Regions from separate parts of the Zea mays genome. Here region 2 is linked to region 1. Evidence: chromatin contacts called from public Hi-C data. All regions are on one chromosome and are shown on one strand. The core of a region is the stretch at or near the end of the contact, and the rest is flanking DNA. Distances in the headings are between cores, read along the strand shown.

Region 1 (2,700 bases), core at 158-2,657:
GAAGTCAGTTCAGCACAATAGAGGAAGCTGAATAATTCTCCTTTTCAAGCTGCTCAATCCACTTGTTTTTTAGTGCCAACAAAGTTTGGTTTTACTACTGTGGACCAAGCTGCATCCTTACATTCTTTGGCTACACATAGAGCGCTGCAGGTGCTCTCTCCCCAGTGACAACCTGCAGGTTCGCCGGTGGGATTCCCAATAGTGGCTGATAAGCTAGTTGCAGATCAGTTGCTATTCCACCATATTTTCTGCCTGGGGATTGCAAACTACTACTGGAAACCTTTGTTCAACAAACCCTAATGCAACTGCACCCAGTATTGCTGCTTCTCCTTACCGGATTGTTCTGTATGGATCTACTGATGTAACACCCTAAAAATGATTTTCCTAGTGAGTAAATAAGTTTTATTTGTTTATTTTAATTTCCCATGAATTTAAATATTCCAAATAATAACTTCCCACACAGTTAATCTTAGTGGCAAAAAACTAAATATATGAGTTTCAACCTACACTTATTTCATAATAAAGGACAGCATAAAGAGTTCTTTTCCAGAAACTAGAAAGTGCAGACATCACCTTTTCCCCTTTTTGATTATGATGGATAGAATCAAAGTTCAGCACACCCTGTAGCAGTAAGGCTCAAAGATTTTGGACAACAGGAATAACACTCGGGCCAGCGATGCTAAACATGGAACAGAAGCAAGTAGAATCCATAAGAGAGGATGAGAACTGCTGTTACCCGTCGTGTAAAAGAGCAAGTATCCTCGATAATAGATATCGGGAGCAGGTATGAACCGGGATATGAATTGGCATGTTCTTTCTCAACTATTAGTGCTCATCGTAGATGAAAGAATTGAGACCACTGGAAATTGCACCAGTTTATTCAAGAACTTAGATCTGATTTGATGACTCACTCTGTTGGATAAGCATGAAGCGAACGCCTATCTCCCCCAAGAGTACTCCAAGCCCCTCACCAAGCAAATTCCTCCCATGCTGCATCACCAACTACTCGAATCTAATTTTTCTACCTCAAGTTCGAACTGGAAGGAAAATTGGGAACCAAAACTTGCAGCAAACATAAATAGACAAGTCACACGGACCCTAACCTGCACCGCCCCCGGCTGCACAGGAGACCGGCAGCCACCGGGTGCCCCCGCTGCGCGCGACGCGGCAGGCCAATCCGCTCTTGGAGGCCGCCGCATGCGTGTGGACCCGACGGTGGGAGCCAGCGGCGGGAGTCATTAACGCGAGGAATGCCTGCGCGCAGGGAACGACGGACGCCAAGTTCATCGTGCGTTATAGCGCTGCTCGCTCGACGCGATCGCCGATCAGGGATGAAGTGAAGTGGACTGGAGAGCGCTGGTGAGTGGCGAAGGATGCACATGGCCTTATCTGTCGTGACGAGAGCTGTGATTGTGAGCCTGTGTCAAACGGCCAAACCCCGCAGGCTGTGCTGTAACGCCTGAGCCGAATTGGTGCCAGTGGGCTGGGCCGAGCCCATTCGAGCCCTTTTCTTTTAGTTAGAATTTACTTTTTCAAGTTCAAAGTGGAATCTTGTGAAATTCATATAAAATCAAATCAAAACCTAAAAATAGCAAACCTAAATTTTGTAGACTTATGATACACAGATCTAAACAATAAAAATACCAGTACATGTGAAACGACTAGTATGAACATAGCTATTTTAGTCATGCTTTTATATTCATCCAAAACTTAAGATAAATTCAAAGTATGACCACATCACTAATATATTGTTATGGCCTATTTGAATCCCATATACTAAACTTTAGCGAAGTATTAATGTTTAGCACACTTTAAGGAAGCTAAATTGATATTGAGTGCTAAATTTTAGCACTTCACTTTAGCACTCATATTTGAATCTATAAGTGCTAAAAATGTAGTGCTAAACTTTGGTACCATGGATCCAAACATACCCTAATGCTAAAAGTTTCAAACTCAGAAAAGTTCATATGGACGTGTTGTTATATTTTTATAGGAAGTTCTTTTCAAATAATTTATTTAAAAACACATTAAGTTAGTGGAACACTATAGTAAAAGTTTCACGCTCAAAGAAGTCAAAATGAGGAAGATATATATGGATTGTGTTTCTAATATAGTATTTTTTTTCATTTGCACATGTTACCTAAATGTCGTCAATGATACATTAGTCTTGTTATTGAGGTATGATGTTACTATAAATTTGTCATATCGAGAAAACATAGCATAAAATAGCAATGGATTTATTGTTCTTATTACTTATTTATCTTATTCAAAATGAATAATGGTAAGAAATGAACTAATACTTTCATATGTTCCTTAGTTAATTTTTTTTCTCAAACGTGTTGTACCATATTTTCTATTAAAGGGCCGTTTGGATCCATTAAATTTGAAGGAATTAGAAATCACTTAACAAAGTGGATTATTTGGTTGAAATTTGATATTCCACCACTTTCCAAAGTTTAGATATAATCCCAAATTCTTAGGATTAGGGGTGAAAATTGATTTTATGTATTACAAGCCCATATTTCTACTCTGTAACTTATCACGAACTCTCCGGCTCACTCCCTAATAGTAAAAATATAGCGTATAAATATCCCTCCATATAGCCAACACTAGCATATAAATATATTGAGTATACAAATATAATAGCTTAATTGGTCTATGTCTAAATTGTGATTATTAGAATTGAATTCCATTATAAAG
Region 2 (2,700 bases), core at 174-2,673, 570 kb after region 1:
GGCCGTGGTGGCGAGCCATGTTCGGCACAAAGGCTGGAAGCGAGCCAGCTTTTTATGGAGAATGGCAGCTGTGGAGCGGTCTGTGAGGACGCTGAGGTGAGGCGACGTTCAAGCGAGGCCAGGGCGCGGCAGCCCATGCGGTGGAAGCCCAGCTTGGCCCGTCTGCCAGGTCGGCTCAAGGGGAGCTGAGTCGTGGCCCATGCGGTTGAGCAATTCTCGTCACTCTCTGGAACAGCAAGATTATTTCATTTATAACTTTAGATCCGGAAGTCTGATCGACCTGATTCCAGTTGGGTTTGATTCATAATCGTATCTAGTTCAGTCTGTGAAATTTTGATATCGATCGGAGTTACGGATTTTGCTCAGCAACGTTTTTATTAACGTAACAACAATCTGTCCAGATTTATAAACGTGTATTAAATTGGTCTTGTGATTTGGAGGTGTTATAATTATTTTTAAGCTTCGGCAATCATTCACCTCCTCTGATTGCCCACAGGAGGATATGGTTTTTATGATTCATCAAATCGCAAAGGTCTGAATACAACGGACATTAGCTGACTACCTTATTTCCTAAAAGAATGTAAACCATGTCTTCCGAGAAAGTCAAATATTCTACATTTTAACTAAATATATGTAAAAATATATTGATGTATAATAATTGTCATTAGACTAATCAAAGCATATATTTTTATAATAAACCTAATTGAAGATACGAAGGTAGCTATTGTCTTCTATAAAACCAGTCAAGATTTATGTTTCTTTTGGGATGGATGGAATATTATATAAACTGAACTCCCATGACCATTATATAGTTAGAAGGTAATGCACAACATGTGCCCACTGATGGGATTAACAACATTGCTCTACCATCACTCCATCAGTCCACCTTATGTAGCCACAAAAACCACCCTATGCGGCTATAAAGGAAGCTCATCTCTTCCCTTATCAAGACTTTATATAATTACTATACCAAACTTGGCATTCAAGGAAGTCCCTTTTTCCAAAGAAAGAACAAAAGGAGAAAGAGAAGAGGAAAAGGGCAAAAGATATATTCTAGTTGGGGCTCTTTTGAACATAATTCTAGCAGTACACTAGTTGGTGTCATCTTTTCTCTCTTCCTCATTATAGATGTCCAAATGGGCAACCCGACATGGGTACAGCTTAAGCCCGCTTAGTCCCAATATGAACAGTGCCGAGATAGGCACGACCTGTTTTGGCCCCGATCCGTGCCATGTCGGCCCATGTGTCCATCCAGGAGCTCAGACATGACACAAATAGACTTAGAATGGGCTGGACCGACTCGATGGCATGCATGCATGGGTGGACCGTGCCACCCACTAGGCCGACCTGAGGAGGAGTATTATCCCCTCCACCGATATGTAGGACATGACCTCCACGTCCTGTGGCAGATCCGTGGCATTGGCGTCGATGGGCGAATTGTCCTGCCATGACAGCAGCATCTCCCACACCCACAACGTCTGTCGCATCTGCGGTGTCGGTCAGGTGTCCTGAAGGGGCATCGTCGGAGCCTTCACCGGCGGTGGACCCTTTTGCATAGAGGATGCCCTTTGTCCGGGCGCGCTCTTCCTGGTGAGTAGTGTTTTTTTCCATTCCTCTCTGCCATTGTTTCTGGGTCCTTACCCGCCATTCCTTTAGTTTGTATGTATCACACAAAACGATGAAGGACGCGGCTCGTGCTGCGAGGGAAGGCACTTTTCCTTCATCGGCGCCCGCGCCGTTGGTGCCGATGGCATATCCGAGTGGCACGGTCGCGCTGAGCCACTCGGGGGAAGTTGTGTCAACGGTCGTGCCACCATCATGATCGGAGGGCCTACAGGCCAGGCGATGCTTCTGTGGTGGGCGCGCTCGGTGCCTTGCTGCCTCCACCTCCCTTAGGTTCCTTGTCCCTGAGTGCGGTGAAGGCGAGCCACTTGGGAGAGGTCGAGGTGGCGAGAGTGTCATTGTGCCTTGATGTCCCTTCAAGCGAGCCCGGTGGCGCCCTTGCGTCGGCGGTTTTGCCACCTCTGCCACCCCGACTCCTCCACCTCCGAGTGCGAAGAGGGTGGCTCTCGCGATGCTACTGGCCCCTACAGTTGGGACCACTTTGGAGTAGTGCTCCGACGATCTCTGTCCTCCTCTCGAGGTGACCAGAGCAAGAGAGGTCGAAGTAGAGGAGTGGGGGATCGTCAAGAAGGCTTACACATTGGCTTCCTAGATCTCATGGGTTATCGATGTGCCCATGCCGCCATTGAGGAGGTGGCATCGATTGCTTGCTCGACGATCACAAGTCAGATGCTTCCTGTTGGGAGCCTAGCTTACTGAAGATCCTCAAAATGCCTTTACCTTGCTATATGCAAATGTGTTTCGGGTATGCGGTAAAGAGCGGACAAAGTTGGGCTTTGACCGAAGCAATGAATAGAAGAGATTTGTCTGTATATATGCGCGGCAAGGACGTCGGTCGAAGGTTGCTGGCTTCGACGTAAAGAAAGGATCAAGCGTGAGGTAGCAAAGGGGGAGAAGCAAAAGTCTTATGAGACAAGAAAGAAAGGGAAAAGGCAATATTACCCCTGTACTATTTGTTAATCATATTTGTAAGCTTCGTGGGCATGCATGTAATTTCATGAGTGATTGTTCGTCTTCCCTATAAATAGATGAACAATTCCGTGTAAAAATTCACCTTTTTGAAGGTCCTTAGCTTCG

Evidence for each region. A called contact is a pair of places that touch in the nucleus more often than the background predicts.
Region 2: a Hi-C map of ear shows a contact between it and region 1, with 2.3 times the contacts expected there. The contact joins the promoter of LOC100383909 here to the promoter of LOC100285485 in region 1. A contact is called at or near these places in 2 of 25 Hi-C or Micro-C datasets (ear and leaf).

The regions. Positions count from the first base shown.
Region 1 is chr5:145,928,862-145,931,561 of Zm-B73-REFERENCE-NAM-5.0, forward strand. LOC100285485 reads right to left here and starts at 1,408. Exons shown (of 5, transcript NM_001413579.1): 1 at 1,104-1,408. The coding sequence starts at 1,287.
Region 2 is chr5:146,503,685-146,506,384 of Zm-B73-REFERENCE-NAM-5.0, forward strand. LOC100383909 reads left to right here and starts at 1,424. Exons shown (of 2, transcript NM_001176533.1): 1 at 1,424-1,590; 2 at 1,657-2,700. The coding sequence starts at 1,972. The coding sequence ends at 2,322.